Linked DNA regions of Mus musculus: all the other regions are linked to region 1. The links are chromatin contacts, called in public Hi-C, HiChIP or PLAC-seq and promoter capture Hi-C maps. All regions are on one chromosome and are shown on one strand. Each heading gives the region's core, a stretch centred on a gene start, on an enhancer-like site or on the middle of the called end of the contact. The rest is flanking DNA. Distances are from core to core; before and after follow the strand shown. Region 1 holds the start of Pbx2 (pre B cell leukemia homeobox 2). Region 2 holds the start of Zfp952 (zinc finger protein 952). Region 3 holds the start of Atat1 (alpha tubulin acetyltransferase 1). Region 4 holds the start of Vars2 (valyl-tRNA synthetase 2, mitochondrial).

Region 1 (3,662 bases), core at 527-3,026:
GATGGCCCCCTGTGAATGCCACCGCTCGGCCTTGGAGATCTGCTCCTCCCTCCCCTCCTCCTCCTGGAACCCGACACACAGGTACCCCACCAACCCTGGAAGATCTTGACCCTATCACCCAGGCTACCCCAGTGTAGGTCCACTAACCATCACACCTGTTGGTCCCTAGCTCGTCCACCAGCTCACCTGTCCCCACCGCTTGCTACTCCCATTCTGCCATAGCCTCTGGGTCTGAATCCTCCTCCTTCCTCTCCCATAGCCCTAGGGCCCCGTTCTGGCTCCCTGCTCTCCCTGCAGACTGAGCTCCTTCTGGACCTAGTGGCCGAAGCCCAGTCCCGCCGCCTAGAGGAACAGAGGGCCACCTTCCACACCCCCGAGGCCCCACCAAACCTAGCCCCAGCCCCACCCCGGCTTCTTGAAGACAAAGAACAGCTCTACAGCACCATCCTTAGTCACCAGGTAAGGCACATCCCACCCCACATGCATCCATGGAGACAAGACCCAGGTCTCCTAGCTGGCCTTCTGCCTGAGCCCTAACTTCTTTGTCCCTAAGCATATGTCCTTTGGTAAGCCTCTAGTCTCCCCATCCCCATCACAGATTTCCTATCTGCCCCACACCAACCCTGGCCTCTCTTACCCAAAACCATTATGGGCTACCAATGCCCTTTTCTCCCTCCACGTTTCTAGTGCCAGCGGATTGAAGCCCAACGGTCTGACCCGCCCCTTCCCCCCGGGGGGCAGGAGCTTCTGGAGTTGCTGCTGAGAGTTCAGGGTGGAGGTCGAATGGAGGAGCAGAGATCCCGGCCTCCTACACACACCTGCTGAGACCGGAGCTCCTCACCAGTCCCTTCTCTCTGGGACTCAAAGCTGGGACACTCCCCGAAGGTCTTCAACCCTGTTTGGCAGGGGTAACCAGAGATGGAAGACCCGGCTAAAATTGCTGTATTTACCACCCACTTTCCCTGGGGACTGGACTTGGGACAAGTACTCTAACCATGAAGATAAGCAAGGTAGGGTGGACACAACTCCCGAGGACAGTTAAAGAGTCTCTATCCTGAGCTGTCAAGCTACTAAACAGGGTGTGAGGGCTGCGGCCTGCCCCTGCCTAGTGAGAAAAAAAGGGAAGAGTAAGACAATTGTCCAGCACTAGCAGTCTCAGGCCCCAAGGCAGAGGGGCCCAGAGGCGGTGAAGCGACTCTTACCCCGCCCCCACCCTGCTGCTGAGTCTGTCTGATGTTTTGGTTGTATGAATAAACATAATTCCCCTCTGGACTGAAGACTGGTATCTGGGGGTGTGTGTGGGGGGGTGCAAGGTGGGTAGGTGAGGCCTGGGGCAGCCGCTCTCAGCGATCTGGCCAGAGGCCAGCTCCCCTCCCTGGCTGGTTAATTACTGGCTCATTAAGCAGCGGCTGGAGACCTCCCTAATCATCTCCCCCAGCCCCCAGTCTCCCGGTTTTAATTAAGTCGAACAAGGAGGGGAGTCATTAGAACAAGAAATATGAACCGAGCTGTCGGAGAACATTCCAGAGGCCGGAGTCCGCACCACCCGACCATGGCCTCGGAACCCAGGTGGCCGAGACACCCACCCCAGCGCCCTTTCGGCCAGCGCCGAGGCCAACCCAGTCTCTCCCCGGCCGCCCGGCCGCTCCCCGCCTCCACCCGCCGCCGCCGCCGCCGCCTGGCCTGCGTCTCCCCGCCCCCGGCTCCTCCCCGTTCCTCCTCTCCTCCCCTCCTCTTCCTCCCGCTCCCCTCCCCCAGCCGCCTCCCTCGTTCCCCCTTCTCCCTCCTCCCTCCTCTCGCACACACACCCCCGCTTGGGCCTCCTCTCTCTCTCTCTCTCTCTCCGGCTCCATTTTCTCCGCCGCCGGGGGCCGGGGTCTCCTGTGGGGGTGCCCAGGCGGCACCCCGGGTCTCCCCTTCAGTGCCGGGGTGAACCCCCGAGGGGAGCCGGGAGGCGGGTTGCCGGGCGGGGTTGGGGCGGAGGGAGCAGCGGCCCCAGCGAGTTTGGGGGGGAAGTCACCCGGCGGGGGGAGGGGCGAGCAGGGAGGGGGCCTCAGGCCCCCCCCCAGCTATGGACGAGCGGCTGCTGGGGCCGCCTCCTCCGGGCGGGGGCCGTGGGGGTCTGGGGCTGGTAGGTGCGGAGCCCGGGGGCCCTGGCGAGCCTCCCGGTGGCGGAGACCCCGGTGGGGGAAGTGGGGGGGTCCCGGGAGGCCGAGGGAAGCAAGACATCGGGGACATTCTGCAACAGATAATGACCATCACGGACCAGAGCCTGGACGAGGCCCAGGCCAAGTGAGTGCCCCCACCCCGGGACCCCGCTCACAGCTCTGAGTCCTCTGCAAGCCCCCCTCCCCCAGGGCCCTCTCTGGATCTTGCAACTCTTTTCTTTCCTTAGTTCTAGTGTTCTCTCAAAGCTTGCTTTGCCCCTAGGCCCTAAAGCCTCCTCCACAGAGCGAACCCCAGGTGGTCTCACTCCCTCCTAACCTTTTGCTGACCCCTACAGTCAACTCTGGCCCATCTCTTGGCTCCCAGACTTAGAAACTGTTCTCAGCCAAAGCTGTCTTCCCTAACTATCCGGCTAGCCCACCCCATTCTCCGCGTACGGATCCAGGATCTCCACACATTCCCTTCCACGGAGGTCGGGGCCTCCAAGAGTCCTCAACAGCCTTCCCCCTGCTCAGCCCACACATTCTGTACTGAACTCCCAGGTAGCAGGGCACCCCCCCCCCCACCTTTCTCAGGCCCCCTACCGCCTCACACTGACAGCCTCCGGTTCTCTACTCCACAACCTACCTAGTCACCTTTATTTCTTCAGTCATCTCTAGATCCTTGCTCCATCTTTTTGCTTGAACCATCCCTCTTAGCCTCAGCCCGCCCATAGTGACTTTAGCCCCACTGCCTGCATCTTCTGCTTCCTGTGACCCTGCCGCTTCCCGAAGCTATGGCAGCTGATCTCAACTATCCCTCGGACTCCACTCTACCCCGATTCCCACTTAACCCCCTCGCAGATTATGCCCCCACCTTGCACCCTGGCACCCCTCTCGTCTTTCTCCTGCCTGAACCCTTTCTCTCCTCCCGTTCCTCCTAAGGAAACATGCCCTAAACTGTCACCGAATGAAACCTGCCCTGTTTAGTGTCCTGTGTGAAATCAAGGAGAAAACTGGTACGTAGGTGCCCCTCTGATGCTCACTTCTGGGAGCAAGACTCTGCCTTAGGGCTTAGAGTTTGACAACTTGAAGCCTTGAGGAAATTGAGAGCCACGGAGGTTGCATGAAAGGAAGTGGGGAAGGGAAGCCCTGGAGCCCTGGGACCGAGGATGGAGCTTTGACCGGGGATGGGGGTGGGGGGTGAGGGGTTCCTTAAGTCTGTTTGCCTGCCTGCTAGGCCTTAGCATTCGGAGCTCCCAAGAGGAGGAGCCCGTGGACCCACAGCTGATGCGCCTGGACAACATGCTTCTGGCAGAAGGTGTGGCTGGACCCGAGAAAGGGGGCGGCTCCGCAGCAGCTGCTGCAGCTGCCGCAGCCTCCGGTGGTGGCGTATCCCCGGACAACTCCATCGAACACTCAGACTATCGCAGCAAGCTTGCCCAGATCCGCCACATCTACCACTCAGAGCTGGAGAAGTATGAGCAGGTGAGGAGAGGCAAGCGAGCCGGTGAGGTG
Region 2 (3,662 bases), core at 536-3,035, 1.6 Mb before region 1:
GAGCCAGCCTGGTCTACAAAGTGAGTTCCATGACAGGCAAGGCTGCATATAAAAACCCTGTCTTGAAAAATCTAAACCAAAGGCAAAACCCATAACTTGAGTGTGGATGACACTTTCCCCCTTGTGACTATTAAGGCATTGGAAGGTCAGTCTCCTGGTAGAGAAAGTAGTGGAAGACATGGAGAGCTTCCAGAGTGAATGTTCGGTGTCTCTGGCTCATTATGACCTGTAAGGAGACAGTTGTCTGAGTCCAGTAGTCTTAAGGACAACTTCTCCATCTTACTGGTTGGGTCAAACTGAGTTCATGTTCCCAGGCCCAGGAACCAACTCTGATTCTGTTGTTTCACATGCTTCTTGCTTGTCTGATAACCAGTAAAGAATATATAAAAAAAAAAAAAAAAAAAGAAGTTGCCTGTTAAGGAAACTAAGGTACACACGCCATAAATCTATACACTGATTGCCTGTCATGACCTAACTGATTACATGCAGCTTGCCCACCCCTTTGCACCCTTATCATTTTGAGTTACAGGCCAAATGTCCAGGATTTCAAGGACATTGAAACTGGGTGGCCCCAGATAAGGCCCAGTCGCCAATGTGCATCACCTTCCTGACTGACTGCTCCCAGTCAGGGGCAGAGCCACAATGGAAACTCCTTTGTTCAACCCATTGTGTCAAAATATGAGTGGACGGGCTGGAGAGATGGCTCAGCGGTTAAGAGCACTGACTGCTCTTCTGAAGATCCTGAGTTCAATTCCCAGCAACCGCATGGTGGCTCACAACCATCCGTAAGGAGATCTGGCGCCCTCTTCTGGAATGTCTGAAGACAGCTACAATGTACTTACATGTAATAAATAAATCTTTAAAAAAAAATATGAGTGGACAATGCTACAGCCCACCCGGCTTCCCCCTGAACTTGTGGTTTCATCCTTTAATATGCTATACTATTTCCCTTCAGGTATGCAGTAGAGATCCCGAGCTGGCTACCTCTCTGTGTACTCAGAGAATAAAACTTTCATTTTAAGCTGCTGTCTTTGAAATCAATTTTCTTGGCTTCTCCCCGAACCTAACAGATCCACTGTGAAGCTCTTGGTCCAAAATCAGTGTTGATCTGGGAGGCTGAGACCATTTTACATTCCTGAATATAGAGGATTTCCTTGGGCAAAGAAACCTTTTTGGCTGACGTCCAAAGGCTGCTTTTCAGACCTGTTGAATCCTTTGTAGAAAACTTCGGGTGTGCAATTCCATTTTTCTCCAGACAATTTATAGTTGAATTCATTGTTGATATGTTTTAATTTTCTTGGCAGAAAACGGGTATATTGAAACACAAGGTTTGCGAAAGCTTTAGCTTAACCTCCCCAAATCTTGAGCTTGCATGTCAGGTCCTCTTTTTTTCCCTATGCCCCCAGATTGACATAGGGACTCTTCCTAAGGAAAAGTCTTGGGTTTTCTCCTTGGGGTACTGACACTAGAGGCTCCACTGTAAAGCTGTAGCATTAGTTCTTTAGGGGATAGGGTGTGTAGTTGGAAAACGCATGCACTAAGAATCCTGCTGAATGTTTCCTTAAATGCCACAAAACTTCAGGTTGCGCCAGGTTTGTTCTAGTGAAGAGCAAGCTAAAAGGGTCATGAGTGACAACTGTGATTTTAGCTGCAGCGGTACTCAGAAAGGCTGATTTCTTTTTAATTAAGCTCGTAGGAGGCAGGGGGAGTTATTCACCAATCAACGGCGCTGTTATTCCCCTGTCCAATAAGAAGCGCAGATAATCGAAGGGTTCCTCACTTGCTACCATCTTGAAGCCGGTGCAGCTGCGGGAAGAGTCGTGTCAACTCTTCTTCGGTTACTGTCACTTCTTCTAATTTCAGGCTCCTTGGAGAGGACACAGTATGCATCAAAAGCAGAGAATGGTGAGTGTGTCACGGGCTCCTGGCTTCGAGGATGGCAGATCTGTGACACTGCCAGGAGACCAGGGTCCAGTTCTGTCCCTTCACTACGAAACGGGTTTCATGCCAGTCCTTTCAGTGTGGGTCCATGCCTCGAACTTACACCTCTGCAGAATTTGCAGCGCTGGTAGATTGGTGATGCTGAACGCAAACTGCGTTTTGAACGACAGAGGGTGTGTGAGCGCTGTTGCGGGTCTTTCTGCCCTTGCACTTTCGTTTGCCCTGCTGTAGTTTTCCTCCGTGATCACGGTGTGTTTTTCTTTCGTTTTCTTTATTTTTTTCAGCTGTTGGGGGTCCCCCCAAAACAAAACACAAGCAGGCACAAGAGTCCAGCAAAGCAAGATCTTTATTTTAATTAAGCAGAAAAACCTGACCGGTCAGGGACAATAGCATAGACCCCGTCCCGGAAGGAAAATTGCACAGCATATTTCGGATGAGACCTCAGAGCAAAGGGGAGTGGAGTGAGTGGGCTGTAGCGTTGTCCAGCCGTATTTTGACATAAGGGGTTGGGCAAGGGAGTCGCCAATGTGATTTTGATGACTCCTGCGGCTTGTCACAGGAAAGGGGTAAAGGAATCATTGGTGATGAAGCCTCCCCTGGGCCACCTGGTTTCAAGGCTTTTTTCTCAGAATCTTGGTGGTCAGGCCTCATCCTGGACATTTGGTGAGTAACTCAAAATGATGAGGGGCAAAGGAGCTGGTTCCTGGGCCTGGGAACACGGACTCAGTTTGTTTCTGTCAGCAGGATAGTGAAGCTGTCCTTGAGATGCGTGGATTCAGACAACTGTCTCCTTACAGTAGGGCCAGTTGAACCCGAGGCTTTATTTATGTTAGGCAAAGGCTCCTTGTTGTGTAGAGGGCATTTTTCTCCATTGGAAATCTATTTCAACCTCGCTTTTGAGCTCTCTTTTGAATAATAATGCTGGTCAAAATAGTTAAAAGTGGAAATATGGAAAAATGGGGGGAAAGCCTGAGGGAAGGGATTCATGTAGCTGTAATTTGGTTTTCCTTGGTGGGTTTCTCCGAACAGAAAGAATTAGGAGAGTTCGTCAATTAGTCTTTAATTGGAATACAGTTCTTGGAAGAAATATTAAATCTTTGGTGTTTTTGCCTTCAACTACTTGTTCTATGTAGATAGTAATCTCTGACCATCAAGAAAGTCGGGGATGATCAGCCTGACACAAAGGCACCATTTATTTTTTTCCTTGAAATGGTTGAAACTGTTTTTGACTTTTCCTGCTGCCTGTGTATCTGCATGTAGAGTTCTCAGCTACCTCTCCAGCACTGTGTCTGCCTGCGTGCCACCATGCTGCCCACTCTAACAATGGACTAAAGCTCTGAAACTTCTTGCACGTGGCAGAGAGACACCGGCTACTTAAGAATGTTGCCGATCACTTCTCTGACTTTTGGGTAAGCCCAAGTTCAGAATGCTGCCTTGGAGGAAGTAATGAGACGGCTTATTCTGAGCTAAAAATGAGTGACATCTGCCCTGAAGCAACCCAAGTTTTTGTGGATAATGTGTCCCATCATTAAAGAGGTTCTACATACTTTTATAGCCAAACAAAGTCCTAAACTGAGATCCTTGACAAATGTCTTCCTGGGAGTTTAGATGGCAAAGCTCTGCAGAGCGAGAAGCTGTGCCTTATCCAGCTTTTATCTCAGATCATCCAGAGATCCGACGAGCAGTGCACGCACGAGATGCTTGCCTTCTATCAAGAGGGG
Region 3 (3,662 bases), core at 551-3,050, 1.3 Mb after region 1:
AACAAAAATAGGGACTGGAGAGGTGGCTCAGAAGCTTAGAGCGCTTGGTTGCTCTTGAGGACTAAGATTCAAATCCCCCAGCCCCCACATGGTGGCTCATAAACATCTGTAACTCCAGTTCCCACGTTCTGACACCCCCTTCTAACTTGTGTGTACAGGCATGAACATGGTGCATGTATATACATGTGAGCAAAGCATTCAAACACACGAAAATGAGGTAAGTCTAAAACAACATGGAAACAACCCGAGGTAGAACTTAGCCAGGCGTCTCCAGGGTTGGTGCAGAGCCTCTAACCTGTGGGACTGTGGTCTCCAGGTTGTAGTGCTTATTCAGGAACTTGAGCAGCTTCGGCGATGGTCGGTCAATGGCCAGTTGGTGGGGCTCCACTCGCTCTTTCTGCAGGAAAACGGAAAACTTGGGGGCAGGGGTTGTAGGAGGAGCATGCTAGCAGGATACTGGGAGCCTGGTAAGGGAATACAGAGAAAAGGGGACCAACTGTGGGCCATGGAGCAGGGCCTCCTAGAGCTTCGGGGTGAAGAGCCTTTTAGATCTATTCTGACTAATCGGTAAAGGTTGTTGGGTACCTGTAACATATGCTGAAAAAGTTCTCGCCCGTGGCCATGCCGTTGCACCGACTCGTGGATGTAAAAGTCCAGAATGCAAAGGGGTTCTACCTCATTGTGAGCCTCCCGGTCATCCTAAGAGGTCAAGAACACATACTCATTAGGAGCCATGCATCTTCTTCATTGTCTCCCACCCCGCCCCCATTTCTTCTCTGACACCAGTGCTTACAAATGGCTAGTTTGCAGTGACACTCACCAGTACAAAGAGCTTCTTGTATCCAACTTTGAGGAAACCAATAATGGCTCCTTTCCCTGCCCTGTGGGATGGGGGAAATAATGAACCAGGCAGGAGCAACTGTCTGGGAGAGATTGTAAAAGGGAGGTAAGAAGAGTTTGATTCACAGGGAATAATGACAGTAAGACTCACGGTCGGGCTGAGGTGTCCTTCAGTATGTAAATAACGTGCCGGTTGCTTTGCATCCTCAAAGCGCTGGTGATGGGTGCAGGGAGGTGCTGCGCCTGCAGAGATGAAGATCTACTTTGTTTGGCTCCTTATCTGCCACCCATCTCCCTTTCCTCCTCCTAGAGGCGCCCCGTACCTTGGCAGAAGCCTTGCCCAGCTCATCTACAATAGTCATGATTTGCTGCTGCAGATCCACACTACAGAGAGAGGGGCCCGGTCAGACACTCGCTAGGTTACAGCATCGTGTAAGTCATTCCTGGCAGCCTGCTTGGCTCCCACCCAGGCTCCTCCACAGGGTCTCTGACTTTGCTTGGAACTCTTCCTCACCTCCCACCTCACCTCACCCCTCCAGATCCCAAGCTTTGGTTTCACAGCTCCCGTGTTAAGGTTACTGTGACGCGGTAGGAAGGGCGGGTCAACTATAGCCTCTTGTTGAGGCCACATTAGGCCAGATGGTGAAAGGTTACAGATGTAGGTCTATTAACCCGGCTAGATCCAGGGTCAAAGGTCACCAAAACACAAGTAAGACCGCAGGAGAAATGGCCAGTAGTCAGTGAGAAGGGGGCGTGGTTCCTGGATCAGGTTTGGAGAGGAACCGGGACAGAAGGGCCATGGGTCGGGTTTGAAATGTCACCGGGCCGGCGTTGTGGTTCCGGGTCGGCGGGCCGGAGGCCGCAGGTGCTGGTCCAGCACGGTGATCCGCTCCGGGAACAGCGCATCCACATCGAACGGGAACTCCATGGCCCATTGTGCGGGACCAGACACGCCCCACACAACGTCACTTCCGCTAAGAGGGCCGGTAAGTCTTTATCTCTAGGACCCGCCCCGAGGGCTCGCCCCGCCCCCACCATGGTTTCACAGTGCCTGGGAAACCCCATTTTTCTCTAGCAACAGTTCTCCTTTTGTAGGTCTGTGCCCCTGAGATGCCAGGGCAACCAAGTATCCTGCCCTCCCAGTGAACAGCTGAGGGAACCTTCAGAAGAACCAGTCTCACACCCCTTGGAGTTGCGGGTAGACCACACTCCCACCCCACCTCATAGACTTCACACCCACGTTTTGAACAGACAGCCCAAAGGGAGTCAAGAACGGGTGAAGAGACACAGCTTTATTGTATAAAAGCTGAGCCAGGAGGTTTAAATCAGGGACACACCATCAAGGGCATACACAAGAGTCTCCAGTTTATATGTAAGTCCTCACCAGTTACCCATAAACATCTAGTCCCCCTCAACGTCAAATGTGCTTTGTTCTCTTCATGCCAGCCAGTTCCCTATAGGGTCTGCCACTGTCACAAAACAGAACCCTTTGCAGGACACAGGATACCACGTAGCCCTAGACAGTACTCCCTTGGTCTGACTTCCCCAGGTCACAAGTTCTAAGCACTCTGGGAGCCTGGCTGCTCAATGGAGGATTCTGCTGGTGGTGTAGTGGGCATCTCTGGCATCGACTCAGGTGGCGGGCCACTTTCTTCTAGGAGATTTCCTTGATAGAGTCGGCGAAGGCGAGACAGCTCTCTCTCTGGTGGCTGTTGCCAGCTGTACCATGGGTACCAAGGTTCACCTGACAACAGTGTGGGGGCTGGTGGAGTCACACTGACAGCTCCATGCACAGTACCAAAGTCAGCATCCCGGGGCTCAACCTGGGGGACGTAGTAACTGAGAAGACCTACGGGGTTAAAGGAAATAATGGTGGATGAGGAAGGGCAGGTCAGACTCAAGACAAGAAAAAGGCACTACAAGTCGAGGGACCAGTCATAACCACCAAGCACATTCCAGCAGCGCATACACAGCACACCCTGCCAAGGAGACAGAGAACAGGCAGGGCACTGCATGGGCTCTCCCTCCTCACTCATCCGTGCAAAGGTGCTGTATAAGCCAGGTCAGAACCAAGAAACACAAGACTGTCAAGATTCAGGAGACAGAGTAGTCTGAAGAAGGAATGTTCCTTCCTTGTGTTTCCTGAAAGATCATCTCAATATGTACTCTTAGTAGCCTGGAACCTACAGCTGTTACTTCCGAGTCCAGCAACTCACCCAACGTGGAAAAACTAGGAGTCTGCTGAGTACTTTCTCATAGACATGGGAGCACGTAAGCACCTCAGAAACCCTTGCCCCTTGCTCTCACTTACCACACTCCCTGGCTTTCTGGATGGCCTGGGTCAGCTTCTTGTGCTGCTTCATACAGACCCCTACGGAGAGAAACGTCAACCTGGACAGCGTCCCACACAGCAGCAAGTCTTCTACACAGAGACAGCTGACCATTTAATGCCCCAGGGCCCTGACCTGTATCTGCCTGGATGTCCAGCCACTACAGAGATGTCATGGAATGACAGAGCCTACAGATGGGCCAGAAGATGACTCAATGACAAATGTGGTTAAGGCTGACTTGGAAAATCCACAGAAAAAGATCTTATAAGAAGTGATTTCAAATTAGGGAATGTGACAGAGTAGCAATTATTCCCAGCTCCACTCTGTAGGCTGACAACAAAAAAACTCTGACAAAAGGGACATATCGCCGGGCATGGTGGCACACGCCTTTAATCCCAGCACTCAGGAGGCAGAGGCAGGCGGATTTCTGAGTTCGAGGCCAGCCTGGTCTACAGAGTGAGTTCCAGGACAGCCAGGGCTGTACAGAGAAAC
Region 4 (3,662 bases), core at 729-3,228, 1.1 Mb after region 1:
CATGAGCACAGTATACAGACAAATGTGCACATTGTGACACACACGCACACACACACACTCTTGGCTCAGACATCATTCCCTCTGCTCCGAGACAGTGAAGCACAAGGCCAGAAAAACCAAATGCTACAAGTCAGAAGTAGTGCTGACAATCCCACTGGCCCTGCCCTCGTACTCATGTTTCCACTGCCACACGGCCCTGAGGAAGTCTTCCCGGCTCAGCTCATGTCTCCGCACCCTCTGCTCCTTCCATAGCTGCTTCTCCACCATGGCCTGAAATGGGATCAGGTGTAAATGAAAGCTAGTCAGGCTTCACATAAAGACGGCACTTTCAACCAAGCAGAGGGGGGCACAAGACCCACCTGTGTAGCAATTCCTGCGTGATCAGACCCGGGGATCCACAGCACGCGATCCCCACGCATCCGGTGCCTGCCACAGAAACACCATGGGGACTCTGAGCTCACTGATCCTCACTTCCAGCCTTCCCTTCGGGAACTGCAGTGGCCCCACCGCCTCTCACCAGCGCACAAGTGCGTCCTGGATCGCCACTGTGAGTGCATGGCCAATGTGCAGGGAGCCGGTGACATTGGGAGGTGGGATACACATGGAAAAGGTCTCCCCTGTAGCTTGGGGCAGCCTTGCCTGGAAGGAATGAGGAAGTCAGAGGCGAGGGAGAACTAGTTGTTGCTGTTGCCTAGGGGAACAGCACCCTCTGGTGCCTTGGGGCAAAAAGAACTTCAAGAAGGCCAGGTGTAGTGGCACACGTGTGAAAAGGCAGAGGAAGGCAGATCTCTGAGTTTGAGGCCAGCCTCGTCTACAGAGTTCCAGGACGGCCAGGACTACGTGGAGAAACAGTGTCTCAAATTTATTATTATTATTATTATTATTATTATTATTATTGAAATCCAACACGGGGGAGGCAAAAAGAAAACCAGGGGCCGAAAGAAATAAACATCAACTGTGAAGTTAGCCTGTGCCCACCAAGTTCAAGGGCCACTCACTCTGTCTTAAGGACCTCATAGAAGCCCTCTGCCGCGCACTGACCTGATACTCTGGTTTGAAGAAGCCCTCTCGCACCCACCACTGGTACCAGGCCGCTTCAACATACTGGGGACTGTAAGCAGGAGGCAGGGGCCCAGAAACATCTGTGGAAGCAGAACAGAGATCCACTACTGAACTGCATGTTAGCAGACCAAAGAGCAACAACATCGCAAAACACACCCTACACTTTACCTTTCTTTTCACCTGGCCCGGTGGGGATTTCATACAATACTACCTCCTTGTGACTCCAGGCCTTAGTGGGCACTGCAGGTATCTGCAGGGAGGAAACAGGGTGTGTGTGTGTGTTGCGGAGTGGGGGTGGAGGCTGCAATCCCCAATACACCACAGTCATCTGGATCCCTGCGCCAGTCTCTTTCAGCCCCTTCCCAAGTCTTGGGAGACCCAAGGACTGACCCCTGACCTTGCTCTTCTCAGCTAGCCCAGCCTCCAGGGCCGCCTGTTTCTCGCGCAGGCGCTTCTGTTTGGCTTCACGGTTCCTCCGAGAGACAGGGGAGCCGTGGGGCTCCGGCTGTGTACAAAGTGCCTGGGGCCTGGAAAGACCCCATGAGGGCCTCAGCCCCCAGAGCGGTGGCCGGAAAGAGGCCAGAGGCAAATGAGGCATCGGGAGTGTTTGGGAAGGGATGGAGGTCTGCTCACTACGAGGCCATGGGATGCAGGAGGTCGCAACCCTTCACTCCCATCCGCAGGACCCTCTCTCACTCTACGTCCTTCCGCCTAGGGGCGGAGCGCACGGTGTGGACAGCACTCTGGAATCACTGAAACCAGGGCGTCCAGAGAAGGCGGGAGCTCTGCCCGTCACCGGGCACTGACGCGGACACGAAGGTTGGGGTTCGGAAGCCTGGGACCACCCCCACCCCCGCAACCTCGGCCATGCGCCTCTAACTCGAACGTCCCGGCGAACTCAGAGCCGATAGGTGCATGGCGAGGTGCGCGCGCATGCGTGGGCGGGGACACGCAGGCGCATGCGTAAAAGACTCTCGCTCCTCCGGCTTTCTGGCTAGAAGCGGGTATCACTGCGTTGGGTAGGGAAACGCCGGCAGACGTCTGAAGCCGCGTAGATTTTTTTCCATAATTTTATTAAACAAGAAATATCCCGGTGTGTAAACAAAATACATCTGAGTTGGAAAGCTGCCCGCCCGGGGCTGGACCTGGCCGGCTCAGGAGCTGTGCTTCTGCCGCTTCCAGAAGCGCTTGACGTCGCTGTGCCCTGCCGGCGTCACCACCATCAGCCGCTTGGCCGAGTTCTCGAACACAAGCACGCCCAGCTCCCGCGCGTGGGCCAGCAGCAGTTCAAAGTCCACTTGCGACAGGAACTGGTTATACAGGACGCCTGGGGTCGGGTGGGACAGGCAGGAGGTGAGGGGCTGCAGTGGTCTCTGCCCCTCCAAGCAGCATGCAGGCAGGGGCTGCAGGCCACAGTTCTTAGGACTAATTCTCTACGGATAGTCGACTGTTCAACTTTAACACCTGTGGCATCCAGACACTCGAAAAGACAGCAGAATCCACAAGAAAAGCCACGCAAACCCACCTAAAGAGAAGACTGAATTACCCTGCCTCTTATCCCCTCACCTAGCTTAATTCAAACTGCACTGATTTGGGACATATTTCCTGCTACTAATATACCAAAATAAAAGATCAGTCTTCCTCTCCTTCCCTTTTGAGAAACAAATACGAAATGCACAAAACTTTTGCGTGAAATTGCTGGCCTTACCTCTTTAGCCAATGATTGAGATTAGGTCAGCGGAAGCCACTCACCTTCAGTGAACCGGAGTCTGTCCCTTTCCAGCTCCCACAGCCGAATCTGGTCTGTTATGGTGGGGGGCAGCACAGGATTCTGCAGGACAAGGGTGAGGCTATAGGACCTGGCTTCTCATCCATCCTCTCGCGGCTAGGTGCCCAGGCTGCCAGCCCCCCTGAGTCTTGGTACCCAGTCATACCTGTTTGAGCATCACTGGATGTGCCCTTGTCCTTAGGAAATGGATTATCTAGGAAAACACAAGAATGTAGAAAATCGGGCTGGCGAGATGGCTCAGTGGGTAAGAGCACTGACAGCTCTTCAGAAGATCCCGAGTTCAAATCCCAGCAACCACATGGTGGTTCACAACCACTGTAATGAGATCTGACGCTCTCTTCTGGTGCGTACTTATGTATAATAAAACTTTAAAAAAGAAGAATGTAGAAAGTCATCTGAGCTAATGTCACTGAAACAGCATCTCTGTTCTCCTAGCCACAAGCCTGACAAGACCCAGGCCTGTTCTACTGTTACTTTCAGGTGCACCTCCTGCGAGTCCCTCTATGATGCATCTGTTCTCTCCATAGTCTTGCCTTGTTTTTCTTTCTTTAAGATGGCAGTAGCAACCATATCTCAGCAGGCTCTAAGCTAAGCATCTTAACATCTAGTCTTCCAGCACCCCTGGACTGCTGTTTACTGGGAGCAGAGTAAGGCTCGCAAAGACAAGGCAGCCGTGAACTGTGGAGTGAGACAGATTCAGAGCTAGACCGTCTCACTCCATGACCTTCCAGGTTACCCCGGTGACTCGCCACCTCCCCTGACAGACCTGAGGCTGTGACAGGAATACCTTGGCCCCCAGGATGAGCACAGC

What was found. Promoter capture Hi-C pulls out the DNA fragments that hold promoters and counts their contacts. A called contact is a pair of places that touch in the nucleus more often than the background predicts. HiChIP or PLAC-seq counts read pairs in DNA pulled down with a chosen protein or histone mark.
Region 2: an H3K27ac HiChIP or PLAC-seq map of microglia shows a contact between it and region 1, with 5 times the contacts expected there. The contact joins the promoter of Zfp952 here to the promoter of Pbx2 in region 1. A contact is called at or near these places in 1 of 39 promoter capture datasets (pre-B cells) and 1 of 115 datasets of contacts at active chromatin or transcription factors (microglia).
Region 3: a promoter capture Hi-C map of erythroid cells shows a contact between it and region 1, with 5 times the contacts expected there. The contact joins the promoter of Atat1 here to the promoter of Pbx2 in region 1. A contact is called at or near these places in 2 of 39 promoter capture datasets (erythroid cells and hippocampal neurons), 1 of 115 datasets of contacts at active chromatin or transcription factors (pancreatic cancer cells) and 1 of 9 other capture datasets (adipose tissue).
Region 4: a Hi-C map of B cells shows a contact between it and region 1, with 7 read pairs. The contact joins the promoter of Vars2 here to the promoter of Pbx2 in region 1. A contact is called at or near these places in 2 of 39 promoter capture datasets (liver and pre-B cells), 1 of 484 Hi-C or Micro-C datasets (B cells) and 1 of 115 datasets of contacts at active chromatin or transcription factors (pancreatic cancer cells).

What each region holds. Positions count from the first base shown.
Region 1 is chr17:34,590,483-34,594,144 of GRCm38.p6, forward strand. It overlaps Pbx2 (pre B cell leukemia homeobox 2), which reads left to right and starts at 1,777. Exons shown (of 9, transcript NM_017463.3): 1 at 1,777-2,292; 2 at 3,090-3,163; 3 at 3,385-3,632. The coding sequence starts at 2,072. It overlaps Gpsm3 (G-protein signalling modulator 3 (AGS3-like, C. elegans)), which reads left to right. Exons shown (of 4, transcript NM_134116.5): 2 at 1-81; 3 at 260-459; 4 at 688-1,272. The coding sequence ends at 825.
Region 2 is chr17:32,991,354-32,995,015 of GRCm38.p6, forward strand. It overlaps Zfp952 (zinc finger protein 952), which reads left to right and starts at 1,786. Exons shown (of 4, transcript NM_001045559.1): 1 at 1,786-1,905. The coding sequence starts at 1,885.
Region 3 is chr17:35,908,268-35,911,929 of GRCm38.p6, forward strand. Atat1 (alpha tubulin acetyltransferase 1) reads right to left here and starts at 1,801. Exons shown (of 13, transcript NM_001142744.1): 1 at 1,662-1,801; 2 at 1,164-1,224; 3 at 992-1,083; 4 at 821-881; 5 at 586-699; 6 at 296-397. The coding sequence starts at 1,768. Mrps18b (mitochondrial ribosomal protein S18B) reads right to left here. Exons shown (of 7, transcript NM_025878.2): 6 at 3,152-3,211; 7 at 2,113-2,689. The coding sequence ends at 2,400. It overlaps Gm16279 (predicted gene 16279), which reads left to right and starts at 1,468. Exons shown (of 2, transcript NR_167681.1): 1 at 1,468-1,826; 2 at 1,936-2,253.
Region 4 is chr17:35,665,614-35,669,275 of GRCm38.p6, forward strand. It overlaps Vars2 (valyl-tRNA synthetase 2, mitochondrial), which reads right to left and starts at 1,979. Exons shown (of 29, transcript NM_175137.4): 1 at 1,460-1,979; 2 at 1,231-1,312; 3 at 1,042-1,142; 4 at 518-639; 5 at 360-426; 6 at 173-270. The coding sequence starts at 1,660. Gtf2h4 (general transcription factor II H, polypeptide 4) reads right to left here. Exons shown (of 14, transcript NM_010364.4): 12 at 2,997-3,044; 13 at 2,815-2,893; 14 at 2,115-2,389. The coding sequence ends at 2,217.